Linked DNA regions of Mus musculus: region 1 is linked to region 2. A link is a contact called in public targeted proximity ligation data. All regions are on one chromosome and are shown on one strand. The core of a region is the stretch at or near the end of the contact, and the rest is flanking DNA. Distances in the headings are between cores, read along the strand shown.

What was found.
Region 1: a targeted proximity ligation map of pancreatic cancer cells shows a contact between it and region 2. A contact is called at or near these places in 11 of 39 promoter capture datasets (3T3-L1-derived adipocytes, the C10 cell line, cranial neural crest and 8 more), 9 of 484 Hi-C or Micro-C datasets (ECoMG-derived neutrophils, the HPC-7 cell line, bone marrow-derived macrophages and 4 more), 15 of 130 datasets of targeted methods (the HPC-7 cell line, the NIH/3T3 cell line, acute myeloid leukemia and 12 more) and 4 of 9 other capture datasets (adipose tissue, embryonic stem cells, liver and 1 more).

The regions. Positions count from the first base shown.
Region 1 is chr19:10,919,029-10,922,887 of GRCm38.p6, reverse strand. Zp1 (zona pellucida glycoprotein 1) reads left to right here and starts at 2,287. Exons shown (of 12, transcript NM_009580.2): 1 at 2,287-2,484; 2 at 3,387-3,508; 3 at 3,823-3,859. The coding sequence starts at 2,313.
Region 2 is chr19:10,707,498-10,711,426 of GRCm38.p6, reverse strand. It overlaps Vps37c (vacuolar protein sorting 37C), which reads right to left. Exons shown (of 5, transcript NM_181403.3): 3 at 986-1,157; 4 at 74-156. Among named protein-coding and RNA genes, the nearest start is that of Vps37c, 21 kb to the right of the region's middle.

The sequences.
Region 1 (3,859 bases), core at 1,038-3,537, 210 kb before region 2:
ACACCCATTATGGGTCTCTTTCAATCTTCTTGCTCACCCTGCCAGATAAGCACAACTTTTCAACTCTAGTTTTCAAAGGAGAAACCTGAGGCTTGGGGGCGGGGGGGGGGGGGGGCGGGGGGGGGCGGAATGGCGCAGCCAGGTCACAAGTGGGAAGCCATAGCAGCTAGTCTGCAGTCAGCATGTAACTACATGCTCTCTGAAGTACAAGAGAACCACAGGTTACCAGGCCCATGTTACCAGGCTTCGCTGAGCTCAGACTCGCTGGGCTGTGGGAGAATTAGTACCTGGAAGGGAGGATAATAGCTTCCCTCTGAGGATGGGGGAAATGAGGAGCTGGCACAGGCTTGGTCCATTCTTGTGTGTTCATAGATGTTATCTCTTACAATTGCTGAACAGAAAACCAAGAAGACATTAGGTGATTGGCACCCCCTTCACCACTTTCCCCGTAGCTAATGCCTTCTAATAGTCTCAGGCATGTTTCGCTGTCAATAACCTGGTAGATACATCTCCTAAGCTTTCCCGGTATCTATCTAGGATGCCATGTTTATTCCATTATCTATTCTTATTTTATATTATTTCATTTATTATGCTTAAGCACTGCTTATCAAAAATGCTTGGGACTAAAGGTGTTTTATATTTGTGTGTGCATGTGTGTTCTGTGAGCACCCATGCATGAGGAGAGGCCAGAGCAGGATGTCTGGTACCCCACTGCCTTAGTTTGTTTTCCAATACTGTGATAAACAGCATGACCAAAAGCAAACTGGGGAAGAAAAGATTAATTTCATTTTATATTTACAGGTAACAAATAGTGCATCACTGGGGGGAGTCAGGACAGGAGGAAACCACGGAGGAATGCTGCTTACTAGCTTGCTCCTCGTGACTCGCTCAGCTTACTTTTTTGTACAAACCAGGACCACCTGCCCATGCGTAGCACCACCCACAGGGCCTAGGCCCTCCTGGGTCAATCACCAATCAAGAAGACTCCCCTACAGGTCAATCTGATTTCTACAGGTCAACTGAGGTTTCTTCTCCCAGATGACTCTAACTTATGTCAAGCTGGCAAAAAATGAACCAGCACACCTGTTCATTACTGCGCCTGATTCCTTTGGGACGGGATCTCTCAGTGAATCTGGAGCTAGGCTAGCAGCCAGAAAGCCCCAGTAATCCTTTTATCTCTGATCCCAAGAGTCATGGTGTTACAAACACCTGGCTGTTTACATGGATGCTGGGAATTTGAACTCAGATCATCATACTTACATAACAAGCACTCTCTCCTCTCTCTCTCTCTCTCTCTCTCTCTCCCTCTCTTTCTCTCTCCCTCTCTCTCTCTCCCTCTCTCTTGCTCTCTTGCTCTCTCTCTCCCTCTCTTTCTCTCTCCCTCTCTCTTGCTCTCTTGCTCTCTCTCTCTCTCCCTCTCTCTCTCTCTCTCCCTCTCTCTCTCTCCCCCTCTCTCTCTCACTCTCTCTCTCTCTCTCTCTCCCTCTGTAGCCCAGGCTGCCTTCAAACTTATGATCCTCATGTCTCAGCCTCCCATGTGCTGGGATTGCAGGCATGTACCACCATGTGGACCCAGCAACTGGATTTTGATTTGTGCTGTATCATGTGTGTAATGTGTGACTCATCACAAGGTCAAGAACAGACTTCCACTTTTGCCATCATATTGGTGCTCAGAATATTTCAGACATTCGTGCATCTGGGATTTTGTGTTTTCTAGCAGAGGATGTGATCGCCAAGGATTAACTATGAGAACACTGAGAGGCGCTACCACCAGTCTCTGATTGCTTACCACCCACCACCCTCATTCTGCCAGCTCTGCCAGGAGCTGGGCTTGAGTGGGGGCAGGGAGTAACCTTGTATTCAGTTTCCAGGGTCCTGACAGGTAGAAGGAAACCCTGGAAGAAGGATACCTGGGCAGAAAGTTCCCACACCCATGTGAGACTGGGAAGCACCCAGTCAGTGGACTGAAGCATTCAGGAATGACTGCTGTCCTATAGCCTTCCTGCAGCCTCTTTGCTAGAAATCCCTGGGTAGTCCCAGCTGCCACAGAAAATTGGTGAGGGGTCAGGAGCAGCTTTCTAAAGATCCTTGATAGACCCAGGATGGAACGTGCCTTCTCCTGCCTCAGGGGAAGGAGTTTCTCCATAGCCCCTTGTAGGCTAAGCAGCTGCTCCCCCAGGTGGATCTCCTTTGCCCCTAGAGGCTACCACTTCCTGCCTGATGCATATAAAGATTTGGCCCCCCAAGTAGGATGATGGGGAAATCATAGAGACTGTTGTGGGTGTCTGTGCTGACAGACAGGGACCTCCATCATGGCCTGGGGTTGTTTTGTGGTCCTGCTTCTGCTGGCGGCAGCTCCCCTGAGATTGGGTCAGCGCCTGCATCTCGAGCCTGGCTTTGAATACAGCTATGACTGTGGGGTACGGGGCATGCAGCTGCTGGTGTTCCCTAGGCCAAACCAGACTGTCCAATTCAAGGTGCTGGGTGAGTGCTGGCAGACACCCTTCCCAATTTCCCATGCCTAGTCCCAAGCCCAGCCTGCTGCAAGGAGGGAGCTGCACCTCTTCCCGGGGGCAGGCGCTGGAGGAGAAGAGGCCAGTCACTCAAGAGGGCTGCAAGAACCAGCCTCTTGCCCATCACCACACAGAGACAGGACTCTCCTGTGCCCTGTGCACAACAATCACCTGTAGGAAAGACAGGCCCTGACTCCAAATGCTGGGCTCTCAACTTCCAGCTGCAAGCTTCGGGCCCACAAAACACCCTTGGGGGTGTGATTTAATGTAGAGAATAGGTGTGTGTGTGGGGGGGGGGGTTCTGTGTGATGATTTGAATCTCACTTTCAGAGCAGCATCTGCGAGGTGAGAAAGATGACCCCCTTCCCACACACACACTTGCCCTGTGCATGGAAAAAGAAGGGTGAGGGCAGCCCGGGGTGAGGTAGGATGGGGTGGGGTAGGGGTTCGGTGTTTGCTGTTCTGAAATAACAATGCAAGTGAGCAGGTGTCCCCAAATGAGACAGTTAAGATGACAAATAAGCTTCCTTCTTTCACTCTGCCCTCATTTCACTCCTATTGTGTTGGTCTGAGTCCTTGGGATTCCTAGATGCCTCAGCCAAGGTACGTGGTTAACTAAACTTAGGCTATAAGGTGTTCAGTCTGTGTCTGACACCCTGTGAACACTCCCTTATCCCAGCTACCAAGAGCCAACGACAGAAGTGAAAACCAAAACCAGAAAGGGAAAGACACTTGTCTAAGGCCACACAGCTGAGCTAGCAAGAAAAACTAGGTCTTGAAACAAGCCCGCCTCAAGAGCTTTTCAGAGGTTCCCAGCAGCCCTTTGCCCTCCAGCACCTGAGACTCCCTCCCCAATCTCCTCCCCCTACCCAGATGAATTTGGGAACCGGTTTGAGGTGAATAACTGCTCTATCTGCTACCACTGGGTGACCAGTGAGGCCCAGGAGCACACAGTATTCTCAGCTGATTACAAAGGCTGCCACGTTCTAGAGAAGGTAAGGAGAGTCACATGTGAGGACAGAGGGAGATTGTCCTAACTGCCCCTTATGACCAGAAAAGAATAGAGCCTATGAGGGGTGGGGAGTGGGTAGGTGACGGGTTAGATCCTGAGATACGCCACAAATCGGCTCCCTCTCCACCAGGGATGCTCAGTTTCCATTAACAGCAGCCAGCCTGGGTGGCAACCACTCCAGGACTGGGTGTAGTCAACAGCCAGGCACCATGCTCTGGCCTCCAGCCCAGCCCTCACGCTCACCTGAAGTGTCAGGTGGCCACACTCAGCTGCTCTCTATGGCTCTCTCATCTGCAGGATGGGCGGTTCCACCTGAGGGTGTTCATACAAGCCG
Region 2 (3,929 bases), core at 652-3,151:
CTTGGTCTCACCTGAGACCTGACTCCGAGGCCCACCACCGTTCAAGGGATTAGGATGCCACTCCCCACCTCACCTCAGACTCCTCCTCGATCTTCATGCCTTCGATCTGCAGAAGGTCCAACAAGGTCCCAGGCTGCAGTGCCGAGGAAAATTTCTCTGGAAGGAAGGGCAGAGAGGTCGACATTTCAAAAGCACTGCTTTAATTAAAGCTGAGGACCCTGATTTCAGGGAAGACATGTGACATGCCCTTTGTGTGCTTGGGCCTAGCCACTATAGATAGAGTCCCTGCTGCTGGTTCTGTGAGCACTCAGGACTCAGCCACAACAGGCCCCAGTGGAGAGAGAGTCCCTGCAGCTGGTTCTGTGGGGTCCTTTTGGTTCATGTAGGCGTTCACCATCTTGGTGAAGAGGAGCTGAGGGACAAGCTCAGGTCTTGGCCAAGCAGCTGCCAAGGGCACAGCCATCCAGGAAGCCTTCCTACCTCACAGGGCCTAGGTCAGCTCTGCAAGGCTCGGGGCTAAGTTGGCAGAGGCAGTGAAACATACTGACTGCCTAGATTCAAATCCCATTCCAGGGCTAGAGAGATGCTCAGCTCTTAAAGGCTATGCTTGCAAATCCCAACTCCATCTCACTCTGGTGGGATGACCTCAGGCAAGCCCTCGGCCGGCTCCAGCCTTGTTTTCCTCATCTATAAAAATAGTAAGTTCAGGACATTTTTAATACTATGAAAATTATCACCAGGGTATACAATAAATATAAATACTCAAACATTTAGACTAACTACAGTACCTACACTTTTGCTTATTTGCTTATTATCATGTAAAAACATGCAAAGCACAGTGGCTACAATGGCTGCTGGCCCTCTCCGATTCTGGGTATCTAAGCATCCTTAGTATTCCAGCTGCCTCCCTCGTCCTCCTTTGAACAGAAGTATCAATCAGCAGGGGAGATGGCCAGAGTGCTTGTCTGTGGTCGGCTGTCCCTACCCAGCTTGGCTTTCTGCTCCTGGCACCGCTCCACAAGCTTCCGCAGCTCCTGGTATTTGTCTGAGAGGTTAGAGCGGCTGATTTCCAGGGGACCTTGGAACTCCAGGTTCTGCTCTGCCAGGCTCCGGTTCGTGGCCAGTGCCATCTCTCGTTCTAACTGCAGGTCCTGAACCTAAGGAAAGCAGGACAACTGACAATGAGCTTAACTGTAACTGGTCAGCCTCCAGCAGGGGGTGCTCCTGGACTCACTGCTCAGCTTGGCGCTCAGCCCTCAACCAGTCACAGAAGCCTGGGTTTAAAGGCTATGCAGGCATTGTGACCCAGGTACCTCACCACATCCTGATCCGGAGAGCCTGTGAGAATGACACATGGGAAACAGGCAGCAAGGCTAACCACCTAACCACGGCTTCCCAATAGACAAGTACCTGCAAGTGGTTCTGTGCTGTGCAGGCCACAGCTGAAGGAGACCACTCCAGTGGGAGGGATGAAACCCAGAGTCCCCACCATTAGCCCCAAGTGAAAAAGACACATGGACACACACACCATGCATGCATACACATGAGAGGCTGCTAGGGAGAATGAAGGTGACCCAGGCCAGACCAGAAGCTAGAAATATCTGAGGTCCCAAAGGTATTAGGGAGGGAGGCCCTGTAGCCCAAGCCACTGAGCAGGACAGATATCCCCGCCTCCCAGGTCAAACAGCCCACAGAGCTATAGATAGTCCCTCAATGCTGCCTGCTGAAAATGCTTCCCTAGCCAGCAAAATGGAGCCCTCATGCAGGCCCCTTGTTAACTGCCAGTCAGGCAGAAGCAGCCTTGGAACCTTGCCCAGCGGGCTACCATCTGCTTCACCGAAAGGAGAGCTGGAGACAGGGCCACCATCGCATCGCAGTACCACATGGCACCAGCAGAGGGGGCTCAGCACTGGCCACAGAAGTTAGGGAACAGGTCAGGGCCAGCTTCCACGGGGACCGAAGGGATCAACAACACAGAGCTTCTCCTTCCACCTTGGCCAGCATGTGGCACACCAGGCCAGATGGGCTCCCACTAGAACAGCCCCAGGAAGCCAGGGGGCATCCTGGACAAGGGGTTTCCAGAAGAGCCACCCTGCTCTGACCCCTGCTCAGGGCCTCGAGCCCTGTAGTTACAGCAGGCTGCAGCCTATTGGAAAGAGGAGTGCTGCCAGTTACCTCCTGCACAGACAAGGGAGTCCGGGCTCAGGGTTAGAACCCCTTTACCTGGACTGCCTGCTGTCCAGCCAGAAACGCCATTGAGCCCCTGGACAAGCTCACTGGCACAGGAGCAGAGAAACTGCTATGTGTGACTGTTAGCCAAGGTGGCTGGAGGACGGCTCAACAATTAAGAACGCATACTGCTCATCTAAAGAATCCGAGTTCAGTTCCCAGGACCCACGTCAAGTGGCTCACACCATCTGCCACTTCAGCTCCAGGGGATCTAACAGACTCTCTGGCCTCCAAAGGCACTGCACCAAACATGCACAAACCCACACCAGACATGCCTATACATATAACAAAAAATACAGTGTTAAAAAAGAAAAGGAAAGAAAACGCCAGGGACACTTGTGTGGCCACCTCTGAGTGTAGGGCCTGCCCTTCCTGGCCACACCCTTGGCATCCTTACCTGTCCACGGCTTTTCCCTGGGTCTGAAGCACTACATCTGTGCTGTGCCACCCTCTCCCTACCCTGGAGCCCATCTCTTACTAACACCCTATGAGGCCAGGAGAGCTGCACAGCTCCCTCTCTACAGAGATGAACACTCCCACCACCTTTCTCTTCTGCCAGCCCCACATGACACAATTACTGCCTTACAGCTATGACAGACAGACAGATAGACAGACAGACAGCTAAAGGCTTTCTGAGAGAGTAAGTAGCTTGCCTTACTTTGTTTCTGTCTGTCCCACAGTGAGTATTTTTTCCCCTCAGAGAATTCAACTCATTTGCTCAAACATGGCTACAGAGAAGGTTCAATCTGCCCTTGGCCAGGAAGCTGCATCCCTTACATCTCCGGGAGGTTGTGCTTTTCCATAGGGCTGAAGGCTTGCTCAGCTTGGAAGCAATGAACTCCCAAGAGCTGGGCTTGCTTTTGCTGAGCTCCACTCCCTTCAGGGACAAGACTAGGAACCCCTTACCATCCTGTTGCTCACTGTTGGCTGAAGAAATACTTAGGGCTAAAAAGATGGCTCAGTAAGCAAAGATGCTTGCTGCTAAGCCTGACTGACCTGAGTTTGAACCCTTGGCTCCAAATGGTAGGAGAGAACCAACTCCTGAAAGCTGTCCTTTGACCTCCACACTTGTGATGTGGCATTCATGCACAGATATGTGTGTGCACAGAGATAGGACACAATAAAAAGAGGAGACCCTTGGAGTTCAATGGCAAACATCCAGCAACACAAAATCTAAGATGCAGAGACAGCTATCAGTGACACTCTTGTTCTAGATTTCAAAAAGCCTACGTGACACTCAGGGAATTCTGGATTTCAGAATGTCTTGGAATTTGTGGGTTTTTTTATATTGTGGATATCTAACTAGTAAATCTATGCAAAACATTTCAAGGGCCAAGACGTAGGAAATCTGCAAAGCTTACACCCCAGGAACCTGTGGTAAGGGACACTCAGCTGTGCGTGACTTTGCTCCTATGCTGCTGAAACCAGGCCATCCAACCTCAGGGCTGCAAGGTGAGTCACACAAAGACCTCTCCTACTCCCTGCCGTGAGGAGGCCTTTCCAACCCAACCCTGGGTCATCTCCAATCCAGCAGAGACGCCTGAGCAGGGCTGGGGAGCAGGTGGGGGAGCAGGTGGCAGCAGAAAGCACAGCAGAGGTGGATACAGGACCATGTGCACCCATGAAGCAGGGGTAAGGGTCCAGGGAGGCTGACCGGGATGCTAACTGGACAACTGCCTGTTCTTTAACACAGTGAATTC